Regions from separate parts of the Xenopus tropicalis genome. Here region 2 is linked to region 1. Evidence: chromatin contacts called from public Hi-C data. All regions are on one chromosome and are shown on one strand. Each heading gives the region's core, a stretch centred on a gene start, on an enhancer-like site or on the middle of the called end of the contact. The rest is flanking DNA. Distances are from core to core; before and after follow the strand shown.

Region 1 (5,819 bases), core at 1,386-3,885:
TTCGATCGTTTGGCTCCAGGGCCAAACAATCGAATTTGCCTACATGCCTCCCCGATATCGCCCACCCATAGATCTGCCCGTGTATGGCCAGCTTTACTCTCTAAGGACTATGCTTAACTATGAATTTTTCACCAAAACCACCAGATGTGCAAGCTGATAGGACAATGCCTGTCACTGTGCAAGGGGAAGATGGTAACAGGTCCATTTTTCTTCACTCACATAGATAGTGAAATACAATACCCCTGTGAGAGCCTTAGAAATATATTAACATATACCTGTGTTGGTAGAATTAAACCAGAACATGGGTTAAATTTCCTTCTTGTAAGAAGAAAAGATGTTGATCCTCTTTAACAATGCTGTCCAACTTGCAACCCATGGGTCTACTTGTGCGGTCCCCACAATAAAGTCTGGCTGCTGTGACTGCTTACCTTTTACACCCCACACAAGGAATTAGTACTGGGATTAACTGGCCCCTACACCATTTACACTTGTAAAATCCCTGCGTTGTTCACATCTCAGATTCAGGCCATAAATCCCTTCATTGTTCACAATTCAGACGGTAAAGGTGGTCATACGCGTTACAATCCACTCATTTGTAAAAAATTGTTAGGGGGTCCCTAATGCGTTTTATTGTGTGCTGGGGTTTGCTGTGCTATTGACAAGGGAGGGAAAGGCATATAGATTTAAGGGTATGTATTAATACAAGTTAATAAACTTTTCCCACATAAACCATGTTTTTTTGTTGGGCTACCACCATCAACGTGGGTATGGTATGAAAGGTTCTTGTGATAACATAGGCATGCTTTCATATACCTGTGTTAAAAACTAGGGATGGCCAACACTGTGTCCCATTTTTGGCCCTTCGCCATGTAAGCCAGAGAAATACAGGCTCTCCATACCACAGAAGTTGGACAGTCCTTCTCTGGAATATGCTGATCTGGCCTCTAGAAGTCAGCATTAAAAAGGGACTGGAGGTTAAAGCTGCATTTAGTGTATTCTATGCTTAGCATCTCCTCAGATGATGAGTTGTAGTTAAACAACAGCTATGTGTAAGTAAAAAAAAGTCACTTGTTAAGAAAAAAGGAACATTACATGTTATTTAAACATATTACATTGGAATAATGTTGGGCATATTATTCAGATGTAATATGTTTAAATTACATTTAAGCTTCCTTCTGATCTGGGTGTATTAAGAACATCAAATCACCTGGCGATTATAGGTCAAATAAATGTGCAAATAGGAAGGGGGGCTACCAGTTAAATAATGTATTTAAAGCTGATCAGATTCTTATATATGATGAATAATACAGGTATGGGATCCCTTATCTGGAATTACGGAAAGGCCATCTCCCATAGACTCCATTATAAGCAAATAATTCTAATTTTTAAAAATGATTTCCTTTCCCTGTAATAATAAAACAGTACCTTGTACTTTGTCCCAACTAAGATATAATTACCCCTTATTGGGGCAGAACAGCCCTATTGGGTTTATTTAATGGTTAAATGATTCCCTTTTCTCTGTAATAATAAAAGAGTACCTGTACTTGATCCCAACTAAGATATAATTACCCCTTATTGGGGCAGAACAGCCCTATTGGGTTTATTTCATGGTTAAATGATTCCCTTTTCTCTGTAATAATAAAACAGTACCTGTACTTGATCCCAACTAAGATATAATTACCCCTTATTGGGGGCAGAACAGCCCTATTGGGTTTATTTAATGGTTAAACGATTCCCTTTTCTCTGTAATAATAAAACAGTACCTGTACTTGATCCCAACTAAGATATAATTACCCCTTATTGGGGCAGAACAGCCCTATTGGGTTTATTTCATGGTTAAATGATTCCCTTTTCTCTGTAATAATAAAACAGTACCTGTACTTGATCCCAACTAAGATATAATTACCCCTTATTGGGGGCAGAACAGCCCTATTGGGTTTATTTAATGGTTAAACGATTCCCTTTTCTCTGTAATAATAAAACAGTACCTGTACTTGATCCCAACTAAGATATAATTACCCCTTATTGGGGCAGAACAGCCCTATTGGGTTTATTCAATATTTAAATGATTTTTAGCAGACTTATGGAGATCCAAATTACAGAAAGATCCCTTATGGAGGAAAATCCCAGGTCCCGAGCATTCTGAATAACAGGTCCCATACCTGTACCAGGGATACACGGGTTAGACAACCTGTAATGTGCTCCATGTCAGTATAACCCTATAGCTACTGCCTCAGCATTGTACCTTGCGATACGATTCGTACAGCACAGCCTTCCCCTGGAGAATATTACCCAACAGGGGCAACGGGAATGGTCCTGGGGGCAAATCAAGCCGTTTCTTGTATCTCCTCCAAAACAGCAGTAGAAGTGATAAGAGGATTAGCAGAAGTGTAAGAACATCCATGTCTGAAGAGAAGCAGCAGCAAAGCGATACGGAGATAAGATGCTGAGCCCTGGGCGTGTCTGTAGCGGCCTCAGAGATCGCTTCAGTAGGAGACTCGCATTGTGTGGGCGTGTCTAGGCGGGGAGGGGGCGTGGCGTCACGGTCGGACGGAGCCGCGGAGATGCAGCACACCTGTACCTGAAGCGGCTGATGCATATGCTCGTTTCTCTTGCGTCAGGAATGGATAGACGCTGCGCCTGTTTCATGGTGTTAATTCCACAGCATGTGCCATGAGGGCAATAGCGACTGAAGCAGTAAGTTTGGGGACTTTCCGTGGAGTTACCGATTCCGTTTTATGGTACGAACACCGCGCAAGGGTTGTGTCCCAGGCTCGACCGAACAGGCAGCTCCTAATTGTAAGTAGCAATGGGCTGATTGCCTTTTATACATTTTTGATACAAAAAAAACACGCGTTCGTTATTTCATAAAGAAACATTGTTTTTGCAACATTTATGCTACAATGATAACGAAGTCATGCAATGTATATCAGTATGTATGTGAGGTCCGGACTGCGACTCGTAAGGACCCCACTAGTTTAGTTACATAGAGGCCCAACCAGCCCCTATAAGGACATTGCCAGTGTGGCCCTACTTATATATTATTTCAGTGTAACCATATATTGTTGGTTCTTTGTTTAAAAATTATACTTTGTGCATTTTTTTTATTTCATTGCTGTGGGTCTGTTCTATGGAAGCTGCAAGTTGTTGTGGCGCTAATATGATAACTTGTGTGTGCATGGTTAGGTAACATATTGATTGCTGTATATGGGGCCGATGTATTTGTACCGGTTAGGATATTTTAAATGAGAAAAGAGACGTTTAAATAAACACCCTCCTTATGCTGCCTAAAAAGCAAAGTCTCTTTAGTTGGCATCACCTTGTGTTAATTAATTTCCATTTACAAGGGATTGCCGACATGCAGCTTTGGTTAGTACTGGCCGCCAATAGGGTCAAATGTTGTCAACCTGTCTAGACAAGTATGGCCATATCCAGCCACATTTTCATGTTACAGAAAAGTTCTGTGCTCTTTTTCCACTAAAGCACAGAAATTTCCTGCTTAATTGGATAATTTGTGCTTTGTATTGTGATTTCAGTAATTGCATCCAATCAGCATTTCCAATAAGCCAACTCTGGTGAGACTATGCAAGCTGAAGTGTTACTGATTACTATAGGTCTCAGTGACTGGGACAGGGCTTTGTAGTGGGAGCTGAGAAGTCCAGATTGAACTGGGGAACTGCTGTGAAATTCACTGGCACAATTATTAAGAAGTGAACTGACTGAATCTTCAAATTCAGTTGTAATATTTCATTGGTTGGAGGGGGTGGGGAGTTTGTATTATCATTTGTTTGCATGGACCTGTTAGGAAAGATGCTTAATCAAAACTTTAACGTTTGTATTGTATATCTAGTGAACACACTTGTTGAATTGTGCTGCAGTTGTTTTTGGGGGAGCCAAGGCTGAATGTGGATTGAATAAATGTTAATTAACCAGGCAGGAGATGGACTCAATATACATTCAGGAGAAACAACATAACATCTAGTATCAAAGGTGCCTCATGTTGATTAAATGATACATTGCAATTAGTGTAATGTGTAACAATTGATATATACTTGCAGAATCCTGTTGTTGAACTGCAACACACATTCCAAAAGCAGAAGCATAAAATACCCTATAGATCCTCAGTATTTTCTTATCTCTTTTTGGCTTGTACTTGTTAATAACATTTCAAAACACTGTTAAGCAATGCAATTCTGTGTGTTTTACCATCAACCAAAAATGCAAATGTATTTCATCCCTTTTAATATCAGCAACACCTGAAATCAAAATGCTGCAGGGCTCATTTTGTACAGGGGTTTGTAGGTAGGTAATTTTTCGTTGTATTTGGAGTACAACTGTCTGTGCATGGAGTGTTACATACTGGAAGGGTCAGATATTTTCTGCTGGAATTATAAGGCTCCCTTGTGCTTGTCAGTGCAAATGCAAGTTGCGGTCTCTAAAAGAAGCAGCACTAAGTAGTTTTCCAGCACTTGCTCACAGAGCCTTGTCTGATCAGCCTGTCAGTTGAACAATAGGCAGCTTATCAAGATACGAGCTCTCACTGACACCTCTTTGCTGCCTGGACTGAGAGGGTCTCCTTGTCTTTCTGCTGATGCCAGAGTTTTGCTGAACACATTTGGACTTTATGAATTGGCTTATACAGTAAGGTAAGTTGCTATGGGCCATTAAAACACTGTTTTGAATGTATGTGTTAATAACATGTAGTATGGGCTATACTGTCAATTTAACTTTCTCTGCCAAAAACTCATCATCTGCAATCAGCAGCATATTTCCTGGGTAGTTTCATCTTGCATCACAGGTGCCTCATGTGGATTTAATTATATATTGTAATGAGTGCAATGTGTAACAATTGATATATATTTGCAGATTATTAGTCAGGCCACGCAGCCTGTAGCTTTCCAACTGTTGTAGAACTGCAACTCACACCCCCAACAGCAGAGGGCTAGGATTCTGGTTACTAGTTCAATAAAATACTTTATACATCCTTGTTGAATGTAATTTGCCTTAGAACAGTAAAGGATACATAGATAAATTCTAACAAATGTAGACATTTCTGTCCGTCAGTTTTTCCAGGCAACATTGATAGAAATTTGTTGCCACTCTGTGAAGAGGAAAATCCTGCAGACAGGGATTCAAGCCTTGTTTTTCTTCATACAAACAATTTTATGTACAAGGGGTTTTATTGTGCTTATGGAGAAGTGTGTAAAGTACATTTATTGCATATCTTATCCTGAATGCTTGGGATCTAGGATTTATGTACTTTAGATCAGTACCATACCTTGGAACTGTAGCAATGTCAGTTTTACACCAGTGTGAGCTGTCCCCATTACCAATCTACTACATTGAACCTGAGGCATTGTTTAGGAGAATAGACACAGAGCTTAATCCTAACTAGGAGACAATTACATTAGGAGACTGGGACCAGATACCTAGCCGGTGGCACAGACAATGTTCTATTCTCATTTGCATAATGCGTTCTAATCTATTTAACAGTTTAAAATAGTCTGGCATAAGGACAATTATAGTCTAAGTCTAGCAAAAACAATTAGGGTGACATTTGGAATGTCTTCTTTTATTCTTCCCTGGGTACCCATGGAACTATAGCATGGTATTGCTAATACATAAGTACAGTTCCCCTCTCAAAATACTGTACAGAATGACATTGATTACAAATTGCCTGTAAAGTAGCTGACTTGAATAACCCTATAATAGAAAAGTCATTTGAGATGTTCTCAATAAAAATTGAGGCAGACACTAAGAAACTTGCTGACCAAATTGCCTCACAAAATACCCTAATCTCAGAATTGGATGTGAGAGTT
Region 2 (5,819 bases), core at 1,660-4,159, 50 kb before region 1:
CCATCCCGCCGGCGACTTACATGTTCGCCGGTGGGATGGCAGGGGTAGGCAACTCGGGGAGATTAGTCACCCGCGAACAGGGAGTTAATCGCGGGCGACTAATCTCCCCCGTGTGCCAGAGCCCTAAAGGAGAAGGAAAGGCTAAGTCACTTGGGGGTGCCAAATGTTAGGCACCCCCAAGTGACTTAGATCGCTTACCTTGTACCCTGGGCTGGTGCCCCTGTTAGGAGAAAGCAGCACCAGCCCGGGCACCTGTAGCGGAGCGCTTCCTCCTTCCTTTTTCTTCTGCCGGCGAAATGTGCAGTAGAGTGAAATGCTGACTTCTCTGTTCAAAGTTCGGCTTTTCACTCTACTGCGCATGCGCGCGCAGCGAACAAGGAAGAAGGAAGCTATCTCTGCTACCCCGGGCTGGTGCTGTTCTCTCCATACAGGGGCACCAGCCCGGGGTACAAGGTAAGCGATCTAAGTCACTTGGGGGTGCCTAACATTTTGGCACCCCCAAGTGACTTAGCCTTTCCTTCTCCTTTAAAGCAATAAAGAATGAGAAGATGGGCCTAATAGAGGGCTTAAATGGGGAGCAAACAGAGAAGGTATGGAGTGAATTTTAAAAAGTAAAGTTGCAAGGAAAACAAAAAGAAATAGTGCGGTTGAGGTTACAAGCAGCACTGGCAACAAGGGTTTTTTCAGAGAAAAAGAGGTTTAAGTGAAACAGAAATTTGTCCAAGAGGTGAGCAGAAAGGAATAGAAACTTTTAACATGTGTTCTGGGAATGTAAGTTTGTGAATAAGATTTGGAAAAAAATGTGAGGGAATCCTTAAGGATATTGGGGGGATCCAAGCGTTGCCGTGTGGGATAGCACTGTGTGGGGCTGCAGCTTTAAATAAATAGCAAACTGAACTATTATGGATAATCCCAACCTGCATTAAACAAGTGTTATGGGAATAAAGAAATTTGAAGTTATATAACAAGGAAGAGCTACCACTAAGGAAAGTAATAGATATGATTGTGGCAAAGCTGTATTTTTTTTTTTTTATTGTGGGAAATAAAGAAAAAGGGAGAGGTGGATGTGGAGGGGATCTGGAAAACACAGAAATGGAAGAAGTTCTTGGAGTTTAAAAGGAGGGGAGCATATCATCATAAGGCTGAAAGCATTGTTATAGGCTTGTACAATTTGGGGGAATCATTTTCTATGTATTTTGAAAGGATGATTAATCAGTTGGAAATCCTGTGAGTTTTTTCTTCTGTAAGCAATAGGATTTTTTTTGTATTAAAAGAAACTTCTATCATTGTGCCCTCTACTATTGGAAAATGCGCCCCCTCCCCTCATTGGTTCCACCCTAGGCACCAGCCGTTTCTAGGACTGATAGCAGCCTAGAAACCCGGAGCTCCTATCAGTTCAGCTGCATCAATCAAAAGCCGCATGGGGGTGGGCTATCATATGCCCATTGTCTGAGGCCGGCACGGACAGATAACGCTCAAAAGATAAGGCACAGGTAGATATAAACATTACATTTTAGAGCAGCACTAAAGACTATCTTATCCAAGTGCAAAATCAGCTGGCTGAGATAATACTATGAAATGAGTGGAACGGCTGTCTGATGTCTCACTAATTAAAGTTAACTATACAGAATTGATTTGCTCTTTAAAAACAAACAACAGATTTAAGCGCAGGATTCTGCTGGAGCGCTATTAGCTGTTGCATGCGAAAACGGCATATTTACCCTTTAACAACTCGAAACAGTGCAATATAACCATTGTTATGCTGCTTTCCGGACAAAAGGTGGCGCTTTGGGAAAGACCAATATAAGATCCGTTATGTTCTATAGTTCCACCAACAGGGGGCTCTGTGTGTGAGAGAGGCTGCTGCGCCTTGTGTTCCAACTGCGGCCTACCTGCAGGTGGCTGTGCATTAGACTGCTGTTACTGTCGCTATGCTGCTTTCTAACCAACAGGGGGCTCTCTAATACAGGCATTACTGTGCTGCTTTCTAACCAACAGGTGGCTCACTTTGATACAACGTGGTCACTCTAATACAGGCATTGCTATGCTGCTCTAAACCAACAGATGGCTCTCTCCGATACACCATGGTCACTCTAATGCTGGCATTGCTATGCTGCTCAAAACCAACAGATGGCTCTCCCCGATACACGGTAGTCACTCTATAATACAGGTATTGCTATGCTGCTTTAAACCAACAGATGGCTCTCTCTGATACACGGTAGTCACTCTATAATACAGGTATTGCTATGCTGCTCAAAACCAACAGATGGCTCTCCCCGATACACGGTAGTCACTCTATAATACAGGTATTGCTATGCTGCTTTAAACCAACAGATGGCTCTCTCTGATACACGGTAGTCACTCTATAATACAGGTATTGCTATGCTGCTTTAAACCAACAGATGGCTCTCTCCGATACACTGTAGTCAATCTATAATACAGACACTGCTATGCTGCTTTAAACCAACAGATGGCTCTCTCCGATACACGGTGGTTACTCGAATACAGGCATTGCTATGCTGCTCATTACCAACAGGTGGGGCTCTTTCCGATACACCGTCGTCACTCCAATACAGACATTGCTATGCTGCTCAAAACCAACAGGTGGCTCTCTCCGATACACAGTGGTTATTCTAATTGCTATTCTGCTTATTACCAACAGATGGCTTTAGATGCAAGACCGCAGTCACTAATAAAAGGGTGAATTTCAACCAACAGGGGCCGCTGTGTGAAGACGATGAGAATTGTTACTGAGGCAATGTTACTATCACTCCAATAGAGGGCTCTGTAAACTGGACAAGAGAGATACATAACTGCAACTGATACGTTATCTACTGCTTTGTTTATTGTTCTCATCCTGCCCCAGTGCCCCATGCAGTTCTACTGATAATCACCAGCATGTAATTGGATTAGCCGGAGTGGAATCTGTGGGGGTGGGAGAGCGTTAGATCTGTGGGATTAAGAGATAAGAACAAAGGCGTCCAAGCACCGTGTCCATTGCCGCTGGAATATTTATTACACACGGGCACTAGACGTTTCCAGGCCGAGCCTGTGGCGCTGACTGACTGACTGGGAGAGGAAGCGCCGCCCCCTTGAGCCCGGCTGTGGGAGGGGGGGGCTGGAGGCTACGGACGGCTCTCGGGTAACTTGTGTTGGGATCCCTTCCATTTCCGCACATGTGATTGGGCTTCAGTACGTCATTAATGCTGCTCTCTGACACCAGGTGGCGCAATGTAATAACTTAGTTATATCGCTTTCATGAAGTCCTGCGTGATTAGTAGGTAGCTGCGTATTCTGAGGCATTGCTAAAGTCACTGTGTAACCAACAGGTCTCCCTGTATAATAAAGGCGCTTAATTGCTAACTTCTGGCAATGTTATGTACTGAATAACGTATATATATATATACACACACACATATACACACACACACACACATATACACAAAACACTGTTGTTTGTATAAGCCCACAAAACCCTATCTTTTACTTGGTCAGGCTTGTAGTGTCTGTTCTTTAGACAAAGGGACATATTTATTGTAGTATGTTAGCCAACAGCACAGCTCATAACATAGTTAAGTTGGGTTGAAAAAAAAAAAAAAGTCCATCAATTTCAACCCTTCCGAGTGAATCCACCACCCACACAAATCCATACTGACCTATCTATCCACTCACATACAGACCCACACTGACCTATCTATCCACTCACATACAGACCCATACTGACCTATCTATCCACTCACATACAGACCCACATTGACCTATCCACTCACATACAGACCCATACTGACCTATCTATCCACTCACATACAGACCCATACTGACCTATCTATCCACTCACATACAGACCCACACTGACCTATCTATCCACTCACATACAGACCCATACTGACCTATCTATCCACTCACACACAGACCCACACTGACCTATCTATCCACTCACATACAGACCCACACTGACCTATCTATCCACTCACATACAGACCCATACTGACCTATCTGTATACTCACATACAGACCCACACTGACCTATCTATCCACTCACATACAGACCCATACTGACCTATCTATCCACTCACATACAGACCCACACTGACCTATCTATCCACTCACATACAGACCCACACTGACCTATCTATCCACTCACATACAGACCCACACTGACCTATCTATCCACTCACATACAGACCCACACTGACCTATCTATCCACTCACATACAGACCCACACTGACCTATCTATCCACTCACATACAGACCCACACTGACCTATCTATCCACTCACATACAGACCCACACTGACCTATCTATCCACTCACATACAGACCCATACTGACCTATCTATCCACTCACATACAGACCCATACTGACCTATCTATCCACTCACATACAGACCCATACTGACCTATCTATCCACTCACATACAGACCCGTACTGACCTATCTATCCACTCACATACAGACCCGTACTGACCTATCTATCCACTCACATACAGACCCGTACTGACCTATCTATCCACTCACATACAGACCCGTACTGACCTATCTATCCACTCACATACAGACCCGTACTGACCTATCTATCCACTCACATACAGACCCGTACTGACCTATCTATCCACTCACATACAGACCCGTACTGACCTATCTATCCACTCACATACAGACCCACACTGACCTATCTATCCACTCACATACAGACCCACACTGACCTATCTATCCACTCACATACAGACCCACACTGACCTATCTATCCACTCACATACAGACCCACACTGACCTATCTATCCACTCACATACAGACCCACACTGACCTATCTATCCACTCACATACAGACCCACACTGACCTATCTATCCACTCACATACAGACCCACACTGACCTATCTATCCACTCACATACAGACCCACACTGACCTACCTATCCCCTCACATACAGACCCACACTGACCTATCTATACACTCACATACAGACCCACACTGACCTATCTATCCACTCACATACAGACCCACACTGACCTATCCATCCACTCACATACAGACCCATACTGACCTATCTATACACTCACATACAGACCCATACTGACCTATCTATCCACTCACATACAGACCCACACTGACCTATCTATCCACTCACATACAGACCCACACTGACCTATCTATCCACTCACATACAGACCCATACTGACCTATCTATCCACTCACATACAGACCCATCTATACACTCACATACATTAACCATATATACCAACATCAATACTAACTGTAGATATTATGCTTGTTCAAGAACTCATCAAAAACCACCTACACTGCTTCAAATATTCCATTTTTATAATCTAAAGAGGTGGCCTTTGGTGCGCTGATCCGTTTTATGGGAAAAAAAAGAACATCCCATGAGCCTATCAGTAACTGTCCCTTAAAAAGGGAAAATTCTATCGTACTTACTGTGATTTTCCTTTCCTGGGAGTACTCCATATCAGCACTATCTGGGATATCCCCGCCCCCATGCCCCATCAGAGGGATCTTGCATAAGGGATGGGAACGTACTGATATGGAGTACTCCCAGGAAAGGAAAATCACAGTAAGTATGATAGAATTTTTTCTTTTCCCTGGTCGTACTCCATATGAGCACTATCTGGGACATAGCAAGCTAATACCCAATTGGGAGGGAAACTAGGCTCTGGCAGACTTCTGGATGGTACTGCAATAACTTTGTTGAACTTCATAGTAACCTATCCATTGTCATGCTAACGACTTCAGGAGAAGAATCTAGCAATGTATTGAAGACTTCTAATAGGATTGGCTGATCTCAAATCCAAACCAGGA

The links. Hi-C and Micro-C count contacts between places; a contact is called where the count stands out from the background.
Region 2: a Hi-C map of gastrula embryo shows a contact between it and region 1, with 2.4 times the contacts expected there. The contact joins the enhancer-like site here to the promoter of cyp2c8.1 in region 1. A contact is called at or near these places in 5 of 5 Hi-C or Micro-C datasets (brain, gastrula embryo, liver and 2 more).

What each region holds. Positions count from the first base shown.
Region 1 is chr8:118,523,072-118,528,890 of UCB_Xtro_10.0, reverse strand. It overlaps cyp2c8.1 (cytochrome P450 2C20), which reads right to left and starts at 2,635. Exons shown (of 9, transcript XM_002937205.4): 1 at 2,246-2,635. The coding sequence starts at 2,599.
Region 2 is chr8:118,572,936-118,578,754 of UCB_Xtro_10.0, reverse strand. No RefSeq gene overlaps it. Among named protein-coding and RNA genes, the nearest start is that of znf883l, 19 kb to the left of the region's middle. Within about 2 kb of position 2,909, at least 4 of the 11 cell types and tissues checked have an H3K27ac peak or open chromatin away from gene starts, as enhancers often do. A contact at or near this core is called in gastrula embryo, where this site is marked.